Regions from separate parts of the Ovis aries genome. Here region 2 is linked to region 1. The links are chromatin contacts, called in public Hi-C maps. All regions are on one chromosome and are shown on one strand. Each heading gives the region's core, a stretch centred on a gene start, on an enhancer-like site or on the middle of the called end of the contact. The rest is flanking DNA. Distances are from core to core; before and after follow the strand shown.

Region 1 (6,016 bases), core at 1,637-4,136:
CTTTCAGCCATTATGTCTTCAAATATTGCCTCCTCATTTTCTCTAATCTCGTTCCAGAATGCCTACTAAACACACTTTTGAATCTTCTCATTTTAGTCTTTATGTCCATTTACCTTTCTTGTATTATCCTTTATCTCTTTTTGATACATCTGAATAATTTCCTCTGATCCGTCTTCCAGTTAACTAACTCTCTCCAGCTCTAATATGCTCTTTTACTTGTTAAATGTATTTTAAGTTTCAAACATTATATTTATCATTTCTAGAAGTTCTATAATATTTGGTGTTTCCCTCCAAATTTCTACTTTTTAAAAAACATCGTTTTATAGAATTACATCTCTTTGATAACCACTTTTATTTTAAACATATTATTTATGATCTTTTTAAAGATTATTCTTTGAGATTTAGGGGGATTGCTAATCTTCTGTCTATTGTGATCTATGTTGTGTCTACACATTTTATTTCAATTGAAAATTTTTCTTCAGTAAGAATTTTTTTAAAATAGAAATACCTTCTGGCCTTGAGGATACAACAGTTTCTCTAGAGAATTTTGCTTGTGCTCAGGAGGGGTCAGTCCCTGGTAGAGACCTGCTTTCTCACCTTTTTGGTCTGGCTGCCGCTGCTGCTAAGTCACTTCAGTCGTGTCCGACTCTGTGCAACCCCATAGATGGCAGCCCACCAGGCTCCCCCGTCCCTGGGATTCTCCAGGCAAGAACACTGGAGTGGGTTGCCATTCCCTTCTCCAAGGCATGAAAGTGAAAAGTGAAAGTGAAGTCACTCAGTCGTGTCTGACCCTCAGCGACCCCATGGACTGCAGCCCACCAGGCTCCTCCGTCCATGGGATTTTCCAGGCAAGAGTGCTGGAGTGGGGTGCTATTGCCTTCTCCATTGCAGCTCTACAAAGGGCTGACCTCACCTCATGCACATCCAAGTCTCATCTTCATTCTGTTTATTAAAACTCAAGCCCTCAGTCCTTATTTCAGGATCCAGTAACATCATCATTCCTGAGACATGAAATCACACACTTACTGCTTGGCTTTTAGTTCCTGACATGGAAAGATTTATCCCTTCCTTCCTCCTCCTCTTTCATGTTCTGTAAACTTAGTCTCGTATTACATTTTTGGAGTTTGATTTATATAGAATTTATAGGGTGGTTTTTTTGTTTTTTTGGTTTTTTTTTTTTTTGGTGAGAGGTTCCCCACTAGCTCAGTCTGCCACATTGCTGGAACCAGGTGTCCTTCAGGTTTACTTCTTAATATCTTTTACAGATTTATAAGATGGTTAACTTTCTTTTTGGAAGTGAAATGTAATTCTACCCTTTTTCACTTACTTAATGAAGATTTACTAAAAATGACATGTAAAATTACGTATGGGTACTCAGTTCAGTTCAGTCGCTCAGTTGTGTCCGACTCTTTGTGACGCCATGAACCCCAGCACTCCAGACCTCTCTGTCCATCATCAACTCCTGGAGTTTATCCAAACTCATGTCCGTTGAGTCGGTGATGCCATCCAACCAGCTCATCCTCTGTCATCCCCTTTTCCTGCCCTCAATCTTTCCTAGCATCAGGGTCTTTTCCAATGAGTCAGCCCTTCGCATCAGGTGGCCAAAGTATTGGAGTTTCAGCTTCAACATCAGTCCTTCCAGTGAACACACAGGACTGATCTCCTCTAGGATGGACTGGTTGGATCTCCTTGCAGTCCAAGGGACTTTCAAGAGTCTTCTCCAACACCACAGTTCAAAAGCATCAATATTTCGGCACTCAGCTTTCTTTATAGTCCAGCTCTCACATCCATACATGACTACTGGAAAAACCATAGCCTTGACTAGATGGACCTTTGTTGGAAAAGTAATGTCTCTGCTCTTTAATATGGATTCATAAATGTCCTGTGGACTAGAGGGATGATGGGCAAGTAAGCCGTGGCCACTGGGTGTACCGAGTGCATGATGGAAGTGTGCAGAGTGGATTATGGAAGCAACAACAAGGGGGATATAATTCCTAAGAGCAGTCGGTGTAGTCTTCCTAGAAGATGATATTGGATCTGAGGCTGGGAGGAAGGGAAATTATCCCAGTGAAGTAGTAGGAGAATCATTTGAGAAAGTAGACAATTAAGAAGCTGAGGCAAGAGCATGACTTACGTAGAAAATGTAAGTAGTTCCACAAGGCTGAAGTGAGACAAGTGGCAACAGTCCCAGGTCAGAGCTTCTGGGGTCCTTGAGGGTTAGGAGTGAGGAGGAAGCTTTTCTTGGGTAATGTGTATTAGCTAGGGCAGAGATTCGGAATTGCCACTGAAAGGAACCAAAGTTGTAGCAAGGAAGAAAGCAAATATCAAATCTGAAAGTCTCAGTGAGGATAGACATAGAAGTGTGAGCAGTGAAGTTTAGTGGCCTGGAGAATCCGAGGAACAACAGACAAATGTGTGAGGTGCAGTGGAGGTCAGTGGGTTGGTCTGTGAATGGAATGTATCCATGGCACCCAACTGTGCCGAGGGGTCAATGGCATATCACAGAGTTCAGCTTACCCAGAGTGGACTCCAGCCTGAATTCCTTCAAGAATGGTCAGGCTGCCTGTGTCAAGATGGAACTCTGTGGTGTGTGAAAATAAAAGGAGTGAAATGTGGAGAGTTGGGGTCAGGCCTGTCCAACTGGCTATCTTGCTGTGACACTTCCTTGGCACCTGGCTCTGTGGGTGCTGTCAGGCTGCTCCCCAAACCTTTCCCTGTTGTGCAGGGCTGAGGTTAGTGATGTATGCCTGCTTCTTCTGCAGGGGGCCTTAGGAATGGAAAACTGAGAATTTCTTGGTGATTTTCAGTATGCCCAGCAGCAATACTTACAGAATGCTGCGTCTGCTTAGCCTTGGAAGCTGCCTGCCCGAGTGAGGCCTGCAGCTGCTCTAGGCTGCAGTGACCTACATAGTCAGCTTGGAGGCTGACTTTAGCCAAGACACGTCAGCTCCCAGACATAGTTGCTGACTTTGGCACCCCAGCGCAGGGCCACAGGACCAGAAGCTCTGTCTATGGTAGAATCTTCTGTATAGTGACATTAGAGGAGTTTGGTTCTACTTTGTACACATTCTCTGGAGTGGCGTGGTCCAGAAATGGGCAAACTAACCTCTTAGCCTCAGGAGTGCCTGTGCCATAAGTGGACCCCAGGGAAGTGTTGCTCCCTTTTTCAGGATGAAGAATCACAGACGCTTACCTAAGTAAAGTTTCTTCCTCACCCCCAGCCCTCCAAGGTAGACTCTAGTTTGGGGTTTAAACTGTAAACCTCACAAATAGTGGGAACTTCTTTAGCTCCGTGAAGGCCTTGCCATGAGGCTATCTTGGGTGGTGTAATTCAAGACTGAGGGCTGGGGGGAGAAAGGACAATTCCTAGAAAGCAGAAGTATTAGAATCTTGAAGACATACTTTGGCAGGCTGGCCAAGAGGGTGAGATATTCGAGCTTTTATAAGACCACCCAATTAAGAGCTCATTCAAGGGTAATGCTGCACAGGCTGTTAATACTGGCATGCTGTTGTTTAATCATTAAGTCATGTTCCACTCTTTTGCGACCCCGTGGACTGTAGCCTGCCAGTCTCCTCTGTCCATGGGATTTTCCAGGCAAGAATACTGGAGTGGGTTGCCATTTTTCCTCCCCCAGGGGATCTTCCTAACCCAGGGATCGAATCCACATCTCTTACGTTGCAGGTGAATTGTTTACCACTGAGCTATCTGGGAAGCCCCAATACTGGGATAAACAAAGTCAGAAAGCTTTCTTTCCTGTGGATTGCTAGGAGTCTTCCCTGCATTCATGAGTACTGTGGGTTGCTAAGCAAATTCATGATCAAGTAGCTTTTCCAAACTTATAAGGAAACACTGTTTTCTGGACCTGTAAAAGCAGTATGTCTTCCAACACTTATTTGTGAATCACTGAATTAGACTGTCCCCTATAACTCCCTTCTTATTTCATCAAGATGGTTTGAGACAACATAAATTCTCCAACCTTCAGATCCATAGTAAGTGGATCTCTATTTTCTAAGCAGCTTATCTTCTGCTTTTTTGTGTGATTTATCTCATTGTTAGTGAAAATAAGTTGAAAATAGATATTTCTTCTATGAGACAAGGCAGTCAAAATTATACAGGAGAAGTAGAACATGAAATTATGTGGGAGGAATTTAAAACTGAAATGTTTTTACTGTTGAAATATCCATGTATCGTATATGTTAACATTACCAAATTCAAAAAGGAAATATATGGATATAATATTGATATCACAATACTTTTAAATGCAAATAAAATAAAAACATGTAACAACGAGGTTAAGATAAAATTTTTGAAACCAGCCAAGACAGTCTAGACAAAGCCTCCCTTTTTCCAAATTCCTCCAGTTTGTTTATCTCAGTTTTTGCCATATACTATTCCTGCTCATAGCAAACCCAAAATGAAACAGTGTGGTTTATAATATGAAAAACATGTATTGCAAGTGAGTCATAAAGTGGAAAAATGGCTACTTAGCCAGTGGCCACATACATTTTGGAGGATATGTATTTTTACAGGGGTGATTTATTATAGTAACAGCAAATATTTATTAAAAGCATTAAAATGGTAAAAAAAAAAAGTTACCCCCAGGCAATATACAGATTTGTCATTCAGAAGCATAACATATATCAAATACATATTTATTTCTAAACTAATCCATTTTAATTACTTTTAGGTGAAGGACAAAAATCTGAAAAAGAAAGATGCAGCAAAACAAAAAGAGTAATTTTCCTGGCGTGCAGACCCCATTTTTATTTTTATTGTATATGACCTAACAATTATTGGACCTTCCACTACATCCAGATATTCACAAACTCATGAATATTTTACTCTACTAGGAGGCATTCTGTTGGCATGTATCTGATTTCCTTCCTAATGTCTGCTCCCTCCTTACAGAGTTTGTCTCCTGTAGCCTAATAGTGGGACTCAAAGGCATGCTATCGATCCGAGTCTTTCAGCAAGAGTAAAACAGTAGCAGCAGCTTCATTTCCTGGAAGCGCTCTCCAAAGCCAGGAAGTCTGGGAAGTTTTCCAGACTGACTTGTGGAGAGAGTGGGCTAAAACTGCCCCTGCCTATTACTGTGTGTAGGAGCTGGCATGGCCTGAGGGTGGGGATAAGAAGGAAAACCCCCCTCACCCCTCCCTCCTCACCCCACCATCTCTCAGCTACTAGGCTAGATAGTATTCTTGGCTTCAGCATTCCATACATCACTTGAGAGGTGAAGGGAGATTGTGATGGACACCTTTGTTCTTCAGACTGAAGTGACTTAGCAGTAGCAGCAGCAGGGACAGCAGTAAGCAAAAACTCAGTACAACAAGCACTTAGAGCAGGACCTGGTATACAGGCCATACAAATGTCTGCTCAATGAAATGCTTCTTCAGAAGCACCATGTAAAAGGCTGCAATGTTACTACTGGGTGGATACAGCATAATTCACCTAGCCACTGCTACCATTGTTTCAGTTTTTCAGTGTTATAACCTTTTAATCCAACCAGTCCATCCTAAAGGAGATCAGTCCTGAATGTTCACTGGAAGGACTGATGTTGAAGCCGAAACTCAAATACTTTGGCCACCTGATGCAAAGAACTGACTCACTGGAAAAGACCCTGATGCTGGGAAGGATTGAAGGCAGGAGGAGAAAGGGATGACAGAGGATGAGATGGCTGGATGGCATCACTGACTTGATGGACATGAGTTTGAGTAAACTCCGGGAGTTGGTGATGGACAGGGAGGCCTGGCATGCTGCAGTCCATGGGGTTGCAAAGAGTTGGACACGACTGAGCGACTGAACTGAACTGAACATTTTAATGATCATATATATATATACCATTTTCATTTGTGTGCAATTTTACAGTATTCGTGCCTGGAAAATGCCACGGGTGGAGGAGCCTGGCAGGCTACATACAGTTCATGGGGTTGCAAAGAGTTGACCATGACTGAGCCACTTCCCTTCATTGCGCATTTGCATAACTTTATATTTACAGCGTATACCTTCTGGGAGTTT
Region 2 (6,369 bases), core at 98-2,597, 46 kb before region 1:
TGGGACATTTAAGGGTTAGCTGTCTTAACCAAGAGACAACCCACAATCGTGAAACGTACGCCTAAGTGCTTCATATTCTCACTGGAGCTTTTTTTTTTTTTTCTTTTTTCTTTTTTGCCTTCTAAGAGTGTTCTTTGATTAGGCTGGCCCCTGCCCCCTGAAACGAAGGACCAAAGACTTTCCCCAAAATGTAAAAAAAAAAGAAAAGAAAACTCTCCCCCGGTGACCCGGACGTTGACATTCATGAAATGGGGGGGGGGGGGGGGGGAGAAAAGAAAGAAAAGGAAAGGAAAGCTCCGTCAGCCCCCTTACCCAGACGGGACAGTCGTGGACCACCAGCTTGACGTTCCCAAACGCGCTGGCCTGATACTCGGTGAACACGGGCCGCGCGGCCGCGCCGCTCGCGCTCAGCAACAAGCTGCTCTCGTCCCCGGAGACCAGCGGGCTTCTCCCCAGGTAGGCGCGGATGAGCCCCGACGGCCGGCTGTCCTGGTGGAACGCGTCCCCCTCGTTCCCCAGCGCCACGATGTGAATGGACCTAAGGCGGCCGAGACCAGGGGGAGAAGAGGCGCGTGGTGAGCGCGGGGGGCAGCGCGCGGCGAGGACGGGCGCGCGAGAGCCCCCCGGGCCCGGGGTGGGGCGCACGGCACGCGCCGGAGCTGGAGACCAGAGCGGGCCCGCGACGCGTACGTACATGATCTCCAGTCCCCCGGGCCCGGGCGGCGGCGCGGAGAAAGGTCGGCTCCTCGCGGCCTGCGGGGGGCCAGGCGGCGGCGTGGTTTCCGCCCCCCGCCACCACCACGCGCGCCCCCCAGCAGTCAGCTCATCCCGGGCCGCGTCTCCCCCTCCTCGCGCGCCTCCCGCGCGGCGCGGCCGACGCAGAGCGGGCGGGCGAGCGAGCTCCGGGGGCCGCGCGCGCGCCGCCAGCCAGTCAGGAAGTGCCGGGGCGCATCCCCGGGGCGGGGGGCCCCGCCGTCCCCGCTGCCGGGCCCCCGCCGCCGCCGCGGAGACTCGCCGGGCGCCGCGCTCCCCCGGCCGGGCGGCCCGCCGCCGCGCCTCCTGCTTCTGGCTCAGCGGCGGGTGGGGGAAAGCCGGGCCTCCGCCCCCCTCTGCGGGCCGGGCGGCAGCCGCACGTGCCGGCCTTGGAGAGGGGGGTGTCCTCGGGCGGACGCGGGGGCCTCGCTGCCCGCTGAGGCTCCCCCCCGAGCCGGGGCAGCGGCGGCGGCGGCGGGCGGGATACAAAGGAACGGCCTGCGCGGGGCGCCGCGGAATATAAATTAATAAATACGACGCCCCGGCCCGAGAGCTCCCGGTCACCAATCCGCCTGCAGCAAGTTTGTTCAACTCGAAAGGCTGTAACCGGAGCCGAGCGGGGGAAAGGGGGTGGGGGGCGGGGTGTGGTGATGGGGCGGTTGCGGCCCCTGCTCCCTAAAGACTAGGGGGTAAAAAAGGGTAAGGGAAGCCAGGGAATCCAGCCCCCGGCCGCTCCAGCAGCCCCCCCTTTTTTTCTACCCTCTTCTTGGCCTTGACCAAAAGTGTTTTTACCAAGTCTGCCGCTTGGTCATTTGTCAACATGTAGTACAGCTGTTTTCTACAATCATACTTGCGAGAGAAAAAAAAAGAAAGGCAACATTCATCGTGGTGCAGAAAGGGTTCTTTGTTCACGCACCAATTAATTCGCGAACGTCGCTTCTCGGGAGGATTATTTACTACTTCAAGCTATATTTGGCATCTTTTTTGACCAAAAGCCGAAGGATTTTGTTTTGTTTTGTTTTAAGTGTTGAGGTTCTGATTGTGATAGCTGTAGGAAGTCGTTACGCGTGAGGTTGTTTAACGTGTTTACAGACCAAATGCGAGCTTACGTGGGGGATTTTTCGGTACGCATTATGGCTACATGTTTAATAATAGCTCCTCAGACCAGCTGGAAAAATAACGATCATGCTAATGCAAGGATACTTTAGATTCTTTCATGATAACGCCTTGAACTAAAGGCTGTGAGTGTCCCCAAAGGGCCTCAAACTGCCTCGTTGCAAGTGAACACTGGAATCCATTGCGAAGAGGAGCCAGAGTTTACTCTGGGGCTCTGCCTCTCCATAAACATGAAAATTCTCGCAAGTGCTCCGTGTTGAAAGAGTTCTTGTTTATCCCTTTATTTATTTTGCCCTGCTTTAAAATGTTGCTGTTTCTTTTCTCAACAGAACTATTTTCAGGCTATGAAACAGGAGGTGCTGAGTAGGGCAGTTAAAACCCTAGGGTGAGAGGCGTTTGGAATGTGAGCAGCTTTTTATTGTGGGCCCCGGTTGCTCAGTTGAAAGGGGTTTAATAGTTTCTCGTGCCCAGATAGAGTATAATGGGGGGCATTCTTTACCTAAGGCACTGATGTTTAAAAATCGTATTTCCCTTTGCACCCAGTATAGTTTCTCTTTTAGTCTCTAGAAGCACCCCAAAATAGTACAAGATCATCTTTTCTCATGGGTCATCAATCACCACCAGTAACCCCAAGTCGAAAGCAAAGACACCGGAATGGTTGAACAGATACAGAAAATGTGGTATATACATAGAAATAGTATTCTGTCTAAGAAAAGAGGGAAATCCTGTCACATGTTGCAACATGAATGAATCTTGAGGGCAATAAGCTAGTCATAGAAAGACAAAGACTGCATTATTCCACTTACATGAGATATCTCAGGTAGTTAGACTCTTAGAAAGCAGAATGCTAGTTTTAAGGGGGCTTCTGGAAGAGGAAAATTTGGAGTTCAATGAGTGTGGAGTTTCTGTTTTGTAAAATGAAAATGTGAAATGAACTATTGCAAACAAGGTGCATGTGGTAATGTGCATTTTTAAATGGTGACAGTGGTTAATGTTGCGTTTAGTGCATTTTACCACGAGACAGAGAGAGAGAGTTAGAGTTGCTGGAAAGGGGCAGGAAGGGTTGGGAAGCTGGGAAGTTGCTGGAAAGTGGCAGACAGCGGTCAGGTTTTCCTCAGTTATTGAGTATGTAAGCCAGGCCAGTGCTGGTATCTATGGGAGGTATTAAGATACATAAGACCCAGTCCTTATTCTTGAGAAGCTAAATCTATTATTAATGGTCACTATGTGGTGAATATTGATGCATCTGATCCTTTTGAAAATGTACTTGTTCCTTAAAAATTATCAGGTAGGCTTATGCATTCAGTAATAGAGGTAGGAACAAAGTGCAGAGATAAAGTTCAGTGAATGTTAAGAAGAGATCTGTGCCTTCTTTGTCATCAGAGAGAAGTGCATGCAGGAAGTAACCACTGTCTTAGGTCTTAGAAGAGGAGGAGAAGCCTGCTAGCTTGGGAGGAAGGGGAGGTTAGAAATACTGGAAAGAACGGACAGACCTTATGTGCAAATCACGTGCAAAGACGTAGAGATGTGGAGGGTCATGGCTTATTCAGGGAACAGCAAGAGCTAAAATTAGTGCTGGTGTTCTGATGCCTGCATTACAGCAGGCAGAAATGAGAGTGCTAAAAGCTTCCCAAGAGATTCCCAGTGTCAGGCTTGGTGATACGTGGAATCCCTAGACCAACTCTGTTTATTTGACAAAGACTAGCTGGATGCTCACCAAACTCATTTTCTTTTCCAGGCCCCATAGAGAAAGGACATGTCCCAGAGTTTTTGCATGTAGATAGGGCCATGAGATTAGTTCTCACTGGTGGAATATGATCCCTCCTGAGCAGTTAAGGAGTGTGCCATCTCCATGTTTTTCCATCTGGCTATCTACCAACTGGATGAAGCCAGGTCAACCTTGAAGCCATGTGTTTGACTGTGACCTACAGTTTGGAAGCAACCCGAGTCTCTGAATGATTAGTTACAGCAGAGCCTCCTCACGGCATGCACTGTACTGTGATATGAGTGAGAAAATAGATCTTTCTTGAATTAAACCAGACATTTTGGGGTCAGTTATTACAGGAGCTAGCCACACAATATCACTGATGGTCCATTTCCTGATATCTTAAAGTTTTTTTTCATAATTATCTTAAAGACTACTTTTTAAATAGTCATTTCTCTTGTATGTACAATTTTTATTGGGTTTATATATTTGTAGTTCCCCTCATTAGTAGCATTAAGGGTTGGTTTGTTTTCACTTTTGCCAGGGTATAACAAATTGGATTATTTTATGTCCTCTAACCTCAAGGTCACTGCAGAACACACACGTAAGGAAGGACCTACAGCCTTAACAGTATGTTTTTGTTTTCCTGGCTGGCATGCCATCATTTCATATTCACTCAGATAGATGTTCTTATCCTGAGATAAAATGTAACTGCATATGAGTGTGAGATGCATCTCCAAAGTGGGGAGCCAGCATCGACCCCTGAAATTCCAGAAAAGGTATTTGAACTTTTATCTTCAAACATTTATTTTTGACCCCCCCAAAAAAAGGAAATAAATTAAGCTCTGCTGATATTTAATGTGAGGGTTGGTGGTGGCACCCGGATTTGATCCTGAAGTGGGCAGGCATTCAGGGTGTTCCGCAGAGAGGGTGGGAGCACCACAGCACACAGTGGGAGAGGGGAGGACTCTCTCCTTTGTTCACTTTTTTAAAATTGTTTTTTAATTGAAGGATAAATGCTTTACAGAATTGTGTTGGTTTCTGCCAAACATCAATATGAATCAGCCATCGATAAACATATGTATAGGTTCCATATTGCCACATGTTGCAGTTTCTGTATCTGACTAAATGGATTTATAGATGACATTTAAGTAAACTATTGCAGCATGGATCAATGGAGACAATGTTAATAATGCAAGAACGGGCAAACACAATGGACTGAGCTGACATTTCGGGCAGTCTCTGGGAGTCACACTGTAAGGTGGAAAACTAATGACTAATCAGATTGACAATCAGTTGGCAATAATCATTAAAAAACTGTTTTAACAGACTTCGAGAATGGACTGTGGACATAGCAGAGGAAGGAGAGGGTAAGATGAACTGAGAGAGCAGCCTTGACGTAGATACATGATCCTGTGTAAAACAGACAGGTAGTGGGAAGCTGCTGTGTGCCACAGGGAGTTCCACCCAGTGCTCTGACAACCTAGGGAGGGGGTGTATGTTTACTGATGGCTGATTCACATTGTACGGCAGAAACCAACAAAGCGTTGTGAAGGAATTATTCTCCAATTAAAAGTAAATTTTAAAAAACTGGTTTAGGTATGGATTTATACTTACTTTTGCTAACATCTTCACCTGAAGGATGTATTACAGTTAATAGATAATGTTCTGAGTGAAAGTGAAAGTCACTCAGTCATGTCTGACTCTTTGTGACCCCCATGGACTGTAGCCCACCAGGCTCCTGTGTCCATGGAATTCTCCAGGCCAGAATACTGGAGTGGGTAGCCATTCCCTTCTCCAGGGGATCTTCCCAACCCAGGGATCGAACCCAGGTCTCCTCCATTGCAGGCAGATTCTTTACTGTCTGAACCACCAGAAAAGCCCAAGAATACTGGAGTGGGTAGCCTATTCCTTCTCCAGAGGATCTTCCTGACCCAGGAATCCAACTGGAGTCTCCTGCATTGGAGGTCGATTCTTTACCAACTGAGCTACCAGGGAAGCCCTATCACAATTAGCTAATCACTAAGTTCAGTTTTTGAACTGTGGTGTTGGAGAAGACTCTTGAGAGTCCCTTGGGCTGCAAGGAGATCCAACCAGTCCATCCTAAAGGAGATCAGTCCTGGGTGTTCATTGGAAGGACTGATGCTGAAGCTGAAACCAGCTCTTTGGCCACCTGATGTGAAGAACTGACTCATTTGAAAAAGACCCTGATGCTGGGAAAGATTGAAGGCAGGAGGAGAAGGGGAGGACAGAGGATGAGATGGTTGGATGGCATCAACTCAATGGACATGAGTTTGAGAAAACTCTGGGAGTTGGTGATGGACAGGGAGGCCTGGCATGCTGCAGTCCATGGGGCCGCAAAGAGTCGGACACTACTGAGTAACTGAACTGAACTGAACTGAACTAAAAACTGGACATCCAAACTTGAAGGTAAAGCTCAATGATATTTCTAAAATGTTTAAGGAATGAACGATTCAAGCAATACTTTAAAGAAAATTCACCAATTATAAAGGCTATGAAGTCTTTTCTGAGCTTCCTTAAAAATAAAAAGTCAAAAAGCAACATACCATTGGAAAAATAGTTTTCTTCTTGTGAAGATAAGTGTTATTCCCAGCAACACATGGAACACAAATGGGGTGGCGGGGGGGGGGGGCGGGAAACTGCATTCCTTTGATAGCAAATACCTTGAGCATATGAATATAAAATATTGCTAAAGACCTAAAGACACAAGTATTGGAACATGTTACGCAATGTGGGAAGTTTACTGTAATGTTAAACAAAAAGCACAGATGTTT

What was found. A called contact is a pair of places that touch in the nucleus more often than the background predicts.
Region 2: a Hi-C map of muscle shows a contact between it and region 1, with 2.6 times the contacts expected there. The contact joins the promoter of RHOBTB3 here to the enhancer-like site in region 1. A contact is called at or near these places in 5 of 16 Hi-C or Micro-C datasets (hypothalamus, liver, muscle and 2 more).

What each region holds. Positions count from the first base shown.
Region 1 is chr5:92,626,386-92,632,401 of ARS-UI_Ramb_v3.0, reverse strand. All of the region lies in intron 5 of SPATA9 (spermatogenesis associated 9), which reads left to right. Among named protein-coding and RNA genes, the nearest start is that of RFESD, 22 kb to the right of the region's middle. Within about 2 kb of position 2,886, at least 18 of the 54 cell types and tissues checked have an H3K27ac peak or open chromatin away from gene starts, as enhancers often do. A contact at or near this core is called in liver and muscle, where this site is marked.
Region 2 is chr5:92,670,607-92,676,975 of ARS-UI_Ramb_v3.0, reverse strand. It overlaps RHOBTB3 (Rho related BTB domain containing 3), which reads right to left and starts at 1,347. Exons shown (of 12, transcript XM_015096203.3): 1 at 695-1,347; 2 at 313-538. The coding sequence starts at 696. SPATA9 (spermatogenesis associated 9) reads left to right here and starts at 308. Exons shown (of 8, transcript XR_009600739.1): 1 at 308-456.